Linked DNA regions of Gossypium hirsutum: region 2 is linked to region 1. The links are chromatin contacts, called in public Hi-C maps. All regions are on one chromosome and are shown on one strand. The core of a region is the stretch at or near the end of the contact, and the rest is flanking DNA. Distances in the headings are between cores, read along the strand shown.

Evidence for each region. Hi-C and Micro-C count contacts between places; a contact is called where the count stands out from the background.
Region 2: a contact with region 1 is called in a Hi-C map of leaf, with 6 times the contacts expected there. The contact joins the promoter of LOC107933445 here to the promoter of LOC107934030 in region 1. A contact is called at or near these places in 3 of 34 Hi-C or Micro-C datasets (hypocotyl and leaf).

What each region holds. Positions count from the first base shown.
Region 1 is chrA02:74,216,151-74,223,491 of Gossypium_hirsutum_v2.1, forward strand. LOC107934030 (thioredoxin reductase NTRC) reads left to right here and starts at 4,054. Exons shown (of 10, transcript XM_016866364.2): 1 at 4,054-4,467; 2 at 5,599-5,806; 3 at 5,914-6,019; 4 at 6,190-6,455; 5 at 7,064-7,341. The coding sequence starts at 4,260.
Region 2 is chrA02:74,666,444-74,673,784 of Gossypium_hirsutum_v2.1, forward strand. LOC107933445 (calcium-binding protein CBP) reads right to left here and starts at 4,674. Exons shown (of 5, transcript XM_016865656.2): 1 at 3,899-4,674; 2 at 2,672-2,718; 3 at 2,399-2,574; 4 at 2,276-2,294; 5 at 1,742-2,185. The coding sequence starts at 4,379. The coding sequence ends at 2,081.

The DNA of each region.
Region 1 (7,341 bases), core at 2,804-5,303:
TTCTATCTTCTTTTCAGGCTCTAAGTTCTTTCTCTCGAACTCTTGCTTCATGATCTCTAACTCCGAGGGCATCACTTGCAAGTATTCCTCTAGCGGTCGAGCTCCTTCCATGCTTGGCCTAAGGATGTTATCATTAATCCTTCTACCTCTCCACTCGACGTACTTCGGAGTCGTAGCAGGGCTAATAGCTACTCCCTTTAATCGACAAGTTTTGTTTCAAGCACTAGAGATCTCACTGACCTTCCTCTTGTAGTCGGCTCCTCTATACGCGAACTCACTCTGAACCAACCCGTAAGTTACCGGTATGAACTATCTCAATCCATGTTGCCTCAGCATAAGCAAAGGGGCATAACCAATGGCACCCCAAATTCCCAACAAAGGGACCCAATCAAAACTGCCGCATCGGTACAGAATCTCACTAGGAATCATCCACGGAGCCCTCCACTCAACATCCTTCGACTGAAGGTTCTGAAGTAGCGCTATCCAATTCTCTTCTAAAACATCAACTCTCCTAGTTGAAGCTGCTATGTCCTTCAACGGGGAGTAATCCTCGAAGAAGACCCGACAAACAACCCTATCTATCAATCGGAAGTGACTGTAAAACCAAGCTAAAAGTAACTGCGCACAACCAACAAACCTGCCCACACTGGCCCTTTTACACGCATTTAAGGATCTGAACGTTTCTGCCAAAATCGCAGGAATAGAAGTAACTCGTTTGCTAAGTCGATGGAAGAGATCCGTGGTTGCCTCGTCTACATATCCCAAGGCCCTAGGGAAAACCATTAGTCCATACAAGCTTAAGGAAAAAATGTCTACCTTCTTCGCCTCATCTGGATGTGTCTGGATCAGATCTTTCAAAGCTCCCCACGGAATGCACTTACTCTCACCCTTTTCCTTAATTCTAGCCATGATCCACTGCTCGTTCATCCCCGTAATAGTCATCAGCTTCTTACCAAAGGTTGGAGCACAAGCAGCTTGAGAATAAATCCTATCACACTGAAATCTAGGACACCGAAGTAAGGCTGTGTACTCCTCCACAGTAGGCACTAAATCTACCTTCCCAAAGGTAAAACAACTGTATGCTGGGTTCCAAAACTGAGCGAGAGCTCGAAACAAATGCTCATCAACCTGAAACAAATAGGGCAAATCTCCATAATTACCGTAGAATGATTGCTTGGTCTCATTGCCCCACTGATCCCAAATCGCCTTAAGCTCCTGTAGATTATTCTGTGTGACACTAATACGAGTGTAGTCTGACAGCTCCGACATATATCCCACAGTTATGTTATCCCCTTTTCCTAGCTGAGTTTGCTCTGACCATCTATGGACGTTAGCGTTGCCCTCCACTCTATTAAGAAGTCCGTTCTCCATAATAAAACTTTCTAACTTAGAAACTGACCGTGAATCGATACCTTTTTAATGCGAAATGACATGCAATGAAAATAGGAAACAGTCAGTATCACATAATATTAATAAACTCAAGAATGATATGTGAGGGTAATATCTAAAGTATAATTCTAACTAAGTTGAGCTCTTACGGTTTTTCTAAATGAGGTTTTAGTTCTAAAGTTGAGGTACCTGAACCAGCAGATTCCTCGATTCTCACCCATTATAGGCTCATTTGAATCGAGTTCAGTTCAGGGGAATACATTTCCCTATGGCTACACGGAGATGAAAATCACACGAAACCATAAGTACGGATGTATCCCGAAAGTGATCCACTATCCTGCACGGAGGCGAAAACCTCACGAAGGCGTAGTTTCTCACTCCCACTTAAGGTTGTGACGACAACGGTCATGCAAATGCAATGCGTATCAGAATATATAACATATGCAATAATACAAACACATGTAATGCAAAGAGGATTGAATTTTAAAATTTTTCAAATTTTCGACATTAAGACAAAAGGTAATCAATTATACGGCTTGACTCTCTTATTAGTCCCCAATGGAGTCGCCAAGCTGTCGAAACCATTTTTAAATCATTTTTAAATCGAGTTTTGGAAAATGGGAATCGACTTTAAGAAAAACGAAAACGAGAGTCCCCACCAATCTTTTTAGGTGTGATTGGACCACCTTATAAAATGTTTTGTTTTAAAACATTAATTTTGGTCTAGAAAAGTCGAGAAAACAGATTCGGGAGTCGGTTACGTACGAGGAAGGGTTAGCACCCTCGTAATGCCCAAAAATTGGTACCTAATTGATTATCAAGTGTCTTTAATGTCGAAAATTTGAAAGTTTTAAGATGCAAACCTCTTTTAATTAGAATGTCTCAATTTTGAAAACTAAGGCTTACTTATTTCAAACGAGTCAAAACATCACATCCAGTAAGTTAGGACGCAACATTTTAAACCTTCGAAACTAAGCTCGTCTTTCGAAAATTTCTATCTCGAAACAACAAAACGCCATATCCAGTAAGTTAGGACACTATGTTTTGAAATCTCGAAATAATTGTTTAAGTTTTGAAAACTCAAAATCACTTAGAAGGGTGCTTGACTATTCGAATTCAACGAGAAAAATCGCAACCCAGTAAGTTAGGGCACTACCCTTCTCGAAGTTTCCAAACATCAAGCATTGCCTTTTATTATTTTTAAAAAAAACCTTGGAATATTATTTTAAATGACGTTTTAGGATGACATATTAATGAATCATGAAGCATAGATGTACAAAATATTCTAACATTTCCATACAAACATAAATAATATCATTAAGACAAAACTAAATAACATGAACATACGTTTAATGAAAAAAATTATACTAGGGTAAATATAAGATAATAAACAAATAGAAACATGAGTAAACTAAAAGAAAAACATAATACATGCAAAAATTATACAACAATATATATCATAAAATAGCACATAAAAGAAATAATTAAACATAGTATATAAAAAAATGAAACTATGCTCAAATAAGATAAATGACATACACTAAAAAAATGAATAAATAGAACATTTACAAATTATAAAAATATAATGCAATAGTTCAAAATACATAAAATGATAATATAATATATATACATGCATAGAAAATATATATTTGAAAAAAAACTATATAAAATGTTAAATATTATAATATATAAAATACATAATCAAATGTATAAAAGATAGGAATAAATATACATATTTGAAAAATGAAGAAATTAAAATAAAAAAAGGGTTGAAAAACTAAGATAGACGAAGAATAAAATAAGAACAAACCACAGAGAGTAAGAACGCAAGAGGGAGAGAAATTTGAGTGAATGCTCTAAAGAATTCTTATTATTTTCCAAAACTCAAGTGATTTACAATGAAGGGAGAGACCTCTATTTATAGTTGAGTCTCCCTAAATCCAACGGTACAGATCAATTACATCAACGGTTAAGATTAAAGGATATCTACAAATTAAATCTCTAAGATTACAAGATCATATCTTCAAGATTGCATATCATATCTAAGATTGCATATCATATCTAAGATTGTATCATATCTAAGATTGCATATCATATCTAAGATTATATATCCTTAAAGATTATATTTCCGTATGAGTCAAGCTTATAGATGGACCTTAAATCTTTTCAAGTAATAGGCCATTTTGATTGGGCCAAATTATATGTTTGTAATTTTGTACTGAACTTGAACTTTTTTTTTGAACTTATTTCTGGGCCCGGGCAAAATTGAGTGTCTACATTAAGATGACAAGAATTTGAGAGAAATTGAATGAAAAATTGAGAATAAAATAGTTGAGAGAATTGAGTGAATAAATGAATAGGATTGTGAGAATTGAATATATAGCAAATATAGAAAAAAATTTCTAGTTGTTTGAAAAAAAAACCACTAAAAATTAGCCTTTAAATTTTTTTGACTGTTACAAAAAGTTATCGATGGACTTGTTTTCTATTTTTCACTCCAAAATTAAAATATTTCACAATTTAAAGAAAAACGACCTAATAGATAATTAAAACTTAAAATCAGCGTTTTTGCTAATTAACCCGAGTTTAAAAGTAGATAAAAAAATTGCAGAGAAATTTAGAGGTTTATTTTATTTTATTTTTTGTGAAGTACGCAAGGGAAATGCAAAACAGGAAGAATAAAATATAAATAGTGATAAATAGTACGGGAAAAAAGAAGAAAATGAAAAGGAAAAAAAAGTAGGGTCCTTATCTGGAAGGCATGAGGCTAGAGATAGATAACCTGGAACTCCTCTTCTTAAGACAAAACTGGATTGGTTTTGGGTTTGGTTTCTTTTTCTTACAATTATTTTTGTATGGTCTGAAATCCAATGGCTGTTTCTCCCAACATACGAATCAGTATCCCACTCCCTTCCACTCCTTCTACCTACCACCGTCTTCCTATGTCCACTCTCTCCTACCCTTTCTTCTTCTTCTACTCTTCCCCTCCACGCGCACTCCGTTTCCACTCTCCTCCCACGCGCCATCGCCCCCTCTCTCTCCGCCCCAAGGCCTCCGTCGAAACCCCCGCTGCTTCAGGTCTCTCTCACTTACTTCCCTTTTTTTTTTCCTTCTGTATTCAAATGGTGACTCACTGCCAGCTTTATTTATGTATATATTTAGTTAGAATAATTGTATTGCCAAGTTTTTCTTTTTAAATTAATCCCATTTCAAGCTAGCATGAAAAACATTGCGGTTTTTCTTCTTCTTTTCAAATAAATTGTTAAGGAGCATGTGGCATTCTATGTGATTTTCATTCATCAAAACCGTTGATGGTTGTACTAAAATAAATATTTATCATTTAATTTTCATATATGATAATAGTTTTCTTTCCTTTTTGCAGCAATGTGAATACTGACTGAAACTGAAATATGCTGAGTGACGCATGCAGTAATTGATAAATAGAATCTTTTCTATTTATGTTGGTTGTTGCTTTTATTTTATTTTACTTTCCGTAAAACAATCAAGTGTTTGGATAAATGGAAATAATATATATATTTAAAATTAAAACATTAATTTTGTGAGTGGCAAAATACGTGATATTTAACTCTATGGGGAAAAATATGTATATTTGGATGTGTACCATTTACTTATTGTATATAAAATAAGTTGAATTTTTATGGTTGATGTCTTTGCTTTTTGCTTTAAGATTTTTTTAATGAAAAGTGCAATAAGGAAAAAAGAAAAAACAACGCAAAAATTTTGGAATATATTTTTATGAATATTTAGTTCGTATATATAAACCACTCTGTATTGTAAATATATACTAAATGTTTTAATCGGCCCCAAAATCAAATAGCAAGGTTCGCCACCTGAAAAAAAAAAGAAATGAAAACGAAATATAAATAAATAAAAGCAAACAGACCATCCAGGGCCTAAGAAAGCGAAAAGCAATTGATGACACTAATAATCAAATAGAGTTTTAAGTTTACCACAAGTATAATTTGTGAAATGGCATCCATGTTATCAACTATTGGCATTATATTAATTGCAAAATTACTTCCTAATCTCATAATATTAATATCTATGTATATCATACAACATTTACTCATGTCATATTAACTTCTATTTGAGCTAGGTTATAGGCAGGTCCAGAGTTATGTTTTCCTTCATGTTTATAGCCAAGTTACATTGAGAGCATGAGTAATGCTTCTGTGTTTCTTCTTGCAGGTAAATTGGTTGAGAATGTGGTGATCATAGGCTCAGGTCCTGCTGGATATACAGCAGCAATATATGCAGCTCGTGCGAATTTGAAGCCTGTAGTGTTCGAGGGATATCAAGTTGGCGGTGTACCTGGTGGCCAGTTGATGACTACCACTGAAGTTGAGAACTTCCCTGGTTTTCCTGATAGAATAACTGGTCCAGATTTGATGGATAGGTATTTAAAAGAAAGATGAAAGTCTATTTCTTTCTTTGCTAATTTTATTGACAACTACTGTTTCAGCTAGAGTTATATAATTGGAGTCCTGATCGTGTTTTGACTAGGATGCGACGACAAGCTGAACGTTGGGGAGCTGAATTGTTCCAAGAAGATGTGGAACACATTGATGTTAGAAGTAATCCTTTTACAATACAGAGTAGTGAACGTGAGGTGATGTGAATTTCCGTTGGCTACTTTTGTTTTTATGTTCATTTGATTGAATTATTAGCATGGTGATAGAACTATGACTTGAATCACAACATTATGTCCAATGTTCGTTACTCCTTGCTTTTTATGGCACTTTTTCTTTATTCATATTGTTCCTTACATTTCTATTTCAGGTTAAGTGTCATAGTGTTATTTTTGCTACTGGAGCTACAGCAAAAAGGCTAAGGTTACCTCGTGAAGATGAATTTTGGAGCAGGGGAATTAGTGCTTGCGCAATTTGTGATGGAGCATCACCATTATTTAAAGGTCAAGTACTTGCTGTGGTTGGAGGAGGTGATACAGCTACTGAGGAAGCAATATATTTAACAAAATATGCTCGTCATGTTCACTTGCTTGTTCGTAGGGACCAACTAAGAGCATCAAAGGCAATGCAAGATAGGTGAGTTTTACCAACTGCTATTTTTGTTTAAAATTTTATGGCCAATATTTTACATCTTAATTTAATGATTGGTTTTTTCAAATTGCTTAGAGGTGTATGTAATGTTCTTCTTGCTTGTGAGATGTCTTATCAAAAGTTTTGGATTCATGACTATCAGAAAACCCATATGTTACTGATTTTCTTGCAGAAGTTATATATATATATATGTGTGTGTGTGTGTGTGTGTTAGAGGATGTTCAAAATGTTGACAATTGACATGCTTACTGTAAAGGTTCCTGATTGTTTGTGGGCCTTGTTTTATTCCATTCCATTTCATTTTTGTGCTCTGTGGTCCTTGTTTGGGAGCGAGACTTAAGAGTTTAAGGTTGGTTTTCCAGTGTCCCTTTCAGAAGCTGGGCTATGTTGTGGTGACTGTCTGATTTTTACGTCTCCTTTTGTTCTTTTATTTAAATGCAGTAAGCTCTTAGTGCTAGCTGAAATTTCTCATGGTGGTTCGAATTGCTACCTTGATTGTGGTGCATTGTGTACTAATGAGCAGTTCGTATGTATGTTGAGTTTTCAACTCCCTGAATGTTTTTTTAACAGGTTAATTATCACGAATGTTTCAGAGTTTACAACAATCCAAATATCACCTTGCACTTCAATACAGAGGCTGTGGATGTTGTTAGCAATACAAAAGGTCAAATGTCAGGCATATTAACCAGAAGAATTGATACTGGAGAGGAATCTGTGCTCGAGGCAAAGGGCTTGTTTTACGGTATTGGACATTCACCAAATAGCCAGCTGTTGCAAGGTCAAGTCGAACTTGATAGCTCTGGATATGTGCTAGTAGAGGAGGGTACTGCTAAAACTTCTGTGGAAGGTGTATTTGCAGCAGGAGACGTGC
Region 2 (7,341 bases), core at 3,424-5,923, 450 kb after region 1:
ATAATGCTTACTCATTCCTTTCGTTTTAACTTTAAAACATAAAATTATTAAAAGAAAATAATTGAATAAAAAAACTTTCCATGTTAAACAAACCAAATTGCATGTGTTATATAATTAACTTAGACTAATAAGAGCGAATTGGTGTTTAAAAATTTAAAATAATAAGCTTAAGAAAATTGACACAAAAGATTTAGAGAGTAATCCATCCCAATTACCTATGTTCACTACCTTTAATTATCATTGTTAATGATTTCTCAAATTTACTAATTTAAAAATATTTTTGACAATATTTACCTTTTATAACTCGATCTTTTCAATTAGACAAGATAGAGTTGGCTTCTTCTTAAGACTTTCTACCAAAAACTTAAGTAACCTTTTACAAATTTGAAAAAAACAATTATGAATCAAGAGGCACAAGGTAGATATACAAATAAATACTTCTCTCAAATACAAATCATCACTTGAAAGAATGAATAAGAATTAAACCCACAATTTTTTACAATCGAATATAAGAATAATAAGGTGAAATGATTGTATTTTTGTTCTTGATCTTTGTAAGTTTGCTTCTTATCTTCATCGAGTGCCCTTGATCCATATTTATACCCGCTCATTGCTTTTTAGATGTTTGGAGTAGCTAGAGGGAGTTTCTAGCCATTGAGAATATTGGATTTGCGCATTTATTGCAATATGTAGGTCTATTTCTTAAGGCATAGAAGGGATGTCTCTATGCATCGACACAAAAATATTACTATTGGAGCAAAATGTCTCTAAGTCAACAAGATTTATGTCTCGAGACATAATGATTATTGAGTATGCCATATGTTTCAGTCAAATTTGGAAGATAATCTTCCAGTAAACTCTATTTATTTGTTTCTATCGAAGTCTGATTAGTCTGATTATTTTATTATTATTTGACTATAAAATTAGTTTATAAATACACTTGTTTACAACCTTAGAAAATACACTAATTAAATATTAAAATTCATAACACTTTTGGAGAATTTTGTGTTTACGTTTTGAGGGTTTCTTGTTTTCGGGCTTCGAAATTTAGTTTTTATCTCCTCTTTTGTACTCTTCGTTATTTTGTTATTATAATAAAATCATATTTGTCCATAATTTTTTATCCTTTTTGAAGAGATTTTTCCACGTTAAATTTATGTCCAATTTCTCAATTTTTTTCTTATTTGTTGCTTAATCGAGTCGAACCCCAATAATCACCATGTCTCAAGACTTCTTTGTTTCGAGATATTTTACCTCATGAAGCAAAAATTTAACTTCAAAAAAGCTTTATATCTTGAGATATAGCAAAATGCCTGAAGTCAACAAGACTAATGTCTTGAGGGCTTAGAAGGCTATCTCAGACATTTCACCCGTAAAGCAAAACTTAAACTTCAATGCTTTATGGCTTCCTAAAGCAAAGTTCGCATTCAATGTTTTATATCCTAAGATATTGTTAAGAAAATGCAATATTTTGAATTTAAAAAAACTGATCTGCTTAAACTTTTGTAAAATAGCATGCCATTTGGAAATTTTAATTTTGAGTTTATAACACTTAACAAATTTGACTAAAAATTAAAATTTATTTTATTATAAAATTAAAAATAAAATCATGGTTTATGATTATTAGCTAATAATGGATTGGATTGTTGAAAACTGAATATTTTCAATTGTTGACATCACATTACAAAACTTAATAGTCAAGTCATTGATTGATTGATGGCATTAAATAAAAGCAAAGAAGTAAAACATATCAATATGCATTGGCCTTGCACATGAACATATCAATATGCATTGGCCTTGCACATGGCATTTATTCAATTTGAAAAAATTTCAAAACTCACATAACATGGCTCCATGGAACATGGAACAGCAAAGCATGAAAACCGCATAAACATGGCGATTGGAATCAACTTCAAAATAGTGCTTATACAAGAAATTCAAATCAAACCCTTTAATAATATTAAAAAAAAAACCTTCAATAGCAAGAAAAACAAAGAGTTAAAATACCTAAAGGAATTTACTCCATAAACGCAAACCCATAATCAACGACAATACCGTTTTGCCTTCATAATCTATTAATTCATGCAATTAGGAATGGCAGAACGGTAAGCATAAAAGCTTCGTATGTAAAAGTCGCATTACCACTGTACATGGCATCCTTCTCCTTGAATTTCTCAGTTAGTCCCTACACAAAGAAACGAAGAACCAAACACTGATTAGAAATTGAGCCACCCATCAAGTTAAATGAGGAGATGAGTAGAAAAAGAGAGCTCACTTTAACTGTAAGGCAGCACCTGCATTTAAAAAAGAAAGAAAGAATAGTTATTATGATAGATATAAATTGCTCAAGTTTTTATGATATGACTAAATCAATTAAGGTGATAAATAGTGGTCGTACTCGATGAAGTTGTCATATTCAATGGCCTTGTTTTTGCCTCCAGTTTTATCAAACTTTGAGACAAGCAAATCCAAAACAACAGGAGAGACTGAAAATCCGAGACTCAAAAGTGCTTCTCTCAGTTCATTGGCATCTATTTTGCCACTCCTGTCCCTATCGAATCTCTCAAAGATGGCCTGCACCAAACCCATTTTTTTAACTGATTAAACCCACAAATGCAATGATGAATACTGTTCTTTCATTTAAAAATACTACGGTTCTGATGGAAATTACCCTCCAATTCTGAAGACTATAGAACACTGAAGTGAACTCCTTCGGACCTGTATTCAGAAATTTTATGAAAGACTAGTTAAAATGTTGATAAAAATTACTGATATGTTCATTTATAAAATTTATTGTACTAAGCAAGAAAATCAAGAAAACCAATTCAAACTTAAATATTCGGTTCGGATTCGATTATTTTCAATTAACAAGTTAAAAAGATCTTAATTCTTCAAAACACAACCGAATTTTATATTTATTTAATTTAAAATTCTTTATAATGTAGGGCAGCTGAAAAATAAAATTATAATAATACAATATAAATATATTATATTTAAATTACTAAAAATAACTTCAAATTATTATACGATTATTTTAATTTTTTTTAAAAAATAATGAATTTAACCAATTAAAACTGATGAAATTCATTAGTGAGTCAATTCAATTTTTTTAAAAACTAGAATTTTATATTTTAAAATCGAACCGAACCGAGAGGTATCAGTCCTAATCATGCCCACCGCAGAAATCAAACAAACATTGTCAAATTGAAAAAAAATAATGCATGTGAAGTAAATCAATCACTTATACCCAACGAAATAATATATTAAAAATTACATATATATATATGAGAAGTGTCTTTAGGTTTTTTTTTTTTGGGGGGGGGTTCAAAGAGAAGTTAAGTGATTGCCGTTAAAAGACTGCGTGATGATATGAAACATGATTAACAAGTTTTTTTTTTTGAAAGGGATGATTGACAAGTTTTTTTAAGAAAATAAAGTATTTATACAATTTTCTTATTTTATTTTAATTTGTGTGTCGAAAGTTCATAGACAGTATTTGACTCAGCATTAGTACGAGTCAGTAAGGCGATTCAATAATGTCAATATCAAAATATTCATACCGGAAGCCGTAATTAAGAAAATTATTTTTATGAACAGAAACAAAAATGAATTAACTAATTAATAAAACCCCGACAACAAGTTACGTCATCTTTTCAGTGTGCGGAAATGGACAAGGAGTGGATATTTTGGAAAATATCTTCCCATCTCCCTTGAAATGGACCAAAATACCCATATACCATTAGCCAAGTACATGAGAAGGTTGTTTAAGTCATTACGCTACAGTATTACAAATGTTCGCTTTTTTTTTCAAAATCAATTGACCTAATAATTCAATTGCAATTGGGGCCGAAAAGCATCGAAAGAGTTACAATAAAAGTAGAAGGAAAAGGGAACTGACCGATCTTTCTGGTGTTAGTATTAGTGAAGAGATACATGAGCAAACGAACAGTTCTCAAACTGAAGCTTTGGTTATACGAAGAAAGCGCCCTTTGCAACTCTTTATCATCAATAAACCCACTTCCATCTTGATCAGCCATTTGAAAGCAGGCAACGACGTTAGGATCTGTCCCCGGTGGAAATGCCGACGGCAACAGAGATGCGAACGGGCTCGCATAGCCTCCTGCGGGAGGATAGCTTCCGCTGTGAACTGGAGGAGCACCACCGACGCCATGCGCTTGGTGCTTGTCCTTTGGTGGTTTCTCGCCTGGAGGGGCAGAGTAGGGAGCAGAAGGTGCGCCGTATGGTGCAGCGGCGTATGGAGTACCGTACGGTTGAGGTGGCGGCGGTGCTCCAGCTGTGTATGGAGCGGCTGTGTAAGGCTGAGCTGGTGGGGAACCGTAACCGTAGCCGGGAGGGTGTTGAGGGTATCCACCGGACATGTTTAGAATTATTTCCGAACAGAAATGAGCTTTTTGCTTCGTTCTGTCTTTAGTTTCTTTGATAATTGATATTTATAAAGCTATAGTTTGTCAAAGTAGGTTGAATTTTGTATAATATTGCGGGATTGCCATTCTTTGACTTAATTGATAAGTTTAGACTTTTCGTTTTTCTAATTAAAAAGAAAAGAATTATTACCTGTTCCCGCGTATGTATGAACTGCAAGTGGATTACTGGCAAAAGAAAACTGCAAGTGGATGTAACTTTTTTCGTTGAGAATATTGGGTTAGCTAATAGGCCTTTTGAAATTTATTTATCCCTTTAACTCGGTTTTAAAATTATTAGGTCGATTTTTAGGGAAAATTAGTTTAGTTGGACGAGTTTTTCATACATATATAAAAAAAGTTGGTCTAGTTGGACACGTTTTCACTTTTAAGTTGTAAATTTTAATTTGTTTAATTTAATTATTTCTTTGATTGAATACTTAAATATTAGTGGTTTTGTCTTTTAATTCTAGGTTCGATTCTTTTTCCATTCATATTTCATTTTATTTCATGTTGTTTTAAGTTTTTTTTTAGCTTCCTTAGTTAGATGATTAAATACTTATTATTTCATCCTTAAGATCCAATTTCAATTCTCCCTTTTTAAGCACATTTGTAATTTTTATTTCATATTGTTTCAATTTTTATTAATTAATAAATATATTGTTTTCAGTTTTTATATTTTAATTAAAAACTCTTTTATTCATAAAATAAAATAATAAATATGTAATTATATAATAAAAACATATACTTTACATATATCATTATGTTAAAAATATTTGAAATTAATAACTCCTTTATATATAATATAAACATAAACTAATTTGTTTGATATATTTTTCTTTATATATCATATTTCTTTGTCAAATATTTATTTTCTCTACGTCTATTGTGGGTATGGTGATTTCAAAAATTATAAAATGAAATAATTATTTCAAATATAATAATTATTTTTATATGTTAAATATTACAAATATAGTTGTTTTTTAATCTACATTATGAGTATGATATTTCAAACATTTTTATATGTGAAATATTTCAATTAATTATTTGAAAAATCATTATGTTTATATGTGAAATATTTTAAATACACATACAAAATATTTACTAATTTACTAAAAATAATTATATTTGCAATAATCATTTAATTTTATGAATAAAAGAGTTATTAATTAAAAAGATGAATTAAAATAAAAAATTGAAAGTAATATATTTATTAATTAAAAAAACTTGAAATGGTATGAAATAAAATTACAAATGTGTTTAGAAAAGGGGAATAAAACATGGGTCTCAAGAATGAAATCATTATTCTTTAACTATTTAACTAAAGAAGCTAATATGTTAAAAATATTCATTAAAAAAAAAGAAGAAGCTTAAAACAACATGAAATAAAAAAATATAAACATTTGTAGGAGAGGAATTGAACTTGGGACTTAAGGACAAAACCACTAATTTTAAACCATTTGACCAAAGAAATTAATTATATTAAAAAAGTAAAAAATTGCAACTTAAAGGGAAAGAGCGTCAAACTCGCAAGCTTTCTTGACACATGTATGGAAAGCTTGTCCAACTGGATGTGCTTCCCTTCAAAATTGGCCTTCTTCCCTAAATAATTTTAAAACCGACCTAATGCTTAAATAAATTTCAACATCGGTATATGGCCCTATATTAGAGCTCATATAATTTTATTTATTTGTTTATTTTAATAGGATAGAATAAAATTATTTGAGATCGAACATTTTTCATGCTTACAATATGATATTCTTTAATTATAAAAATTTTAAAATCATTGTTCAATTAGTCATATTTATCATTTTCCATCTAATTCTATTAATTGGTGTTACTTTATGATCAAGATATGACGTGAAATTTTTTTTTGTGTTAGAATAAATTTAATCCTAAATTTTTTATTTTCAATCAATTTAAATAATTTTATTTAAAATTATAAACAAATATATTGAAAACCAATTTTACCAAAATATAATTTTGTACTTTAACTATCATCATATTCATCAATCTTTAACCAAATCCCCTATCCCTTTCTTATTAACGAACCACTTGTGAGATTTTAGGGAAAAAAATAAAAATTCCTCTCTTTCTCTCTCTCCCTCTCTCCTTCCCTCTCTCTCTCTCTCTCTCTTATTGTAGATGAGAACTAACCTTAACCATTGATGTAATTCGGTCTCTACCATTGAATCTAGATGAGCTTAACTATAAATATAAAGCCTCCCTTCATTTGTATTCATTCCATTCTTGAGTTAAAGAATACTTTTGAGAGCATTTACTCAAACACTTGGTGTGTTTTTCTTTTATTGCGGCGTTTCTATTCAAATTCAAGTCCTTTCATCTTTTCGAGTTGCTTTTTCTTTATTTCAGTGCCTTAGAGAATTTCCCATGAGAATTCTCATACTTAGAGAGATGCCCGGTTTTCCATAAGGACTTGAAGATAAAAGAATTGTGAGTGAATTAAATTAAATAATGAGTTGGCAGAGTCCCTACTGAGAAATTTAGAAAATTTAGTAGCTGATGAGTAATTAGTTGGGTTTCAATTTTGGTTTGGTTAGGATGGAACAGACTAGTTCCGTAAGTGGGAGACACAATGATTACGGTGATAGGCTATTAAAGGTTGGGAGATCTTGAAGAGGAGTTATATATATTTGGGAGAGACAAGATGTTCTTGCAAAAGGAATTCCTATCAAATTCTGTTTACAATTTCCTCTTATCTGTATCGTCTTCTTCGGTTGTTCCGAAGAAGAGGTGAATTTAGGAGAGCTTTGTATGGAGCAATAATCATGAGGATTGAAGTCTGAAAGTAGAGAAATTGAGAAATTGATAAGCTTTCTTATCTTTCTGTGCTTACGAATTAGAGAAAGAAAGGTAAAGGCTCATAATAAGTTTGTGTAAACTAGGTTCTAGGTTTTAA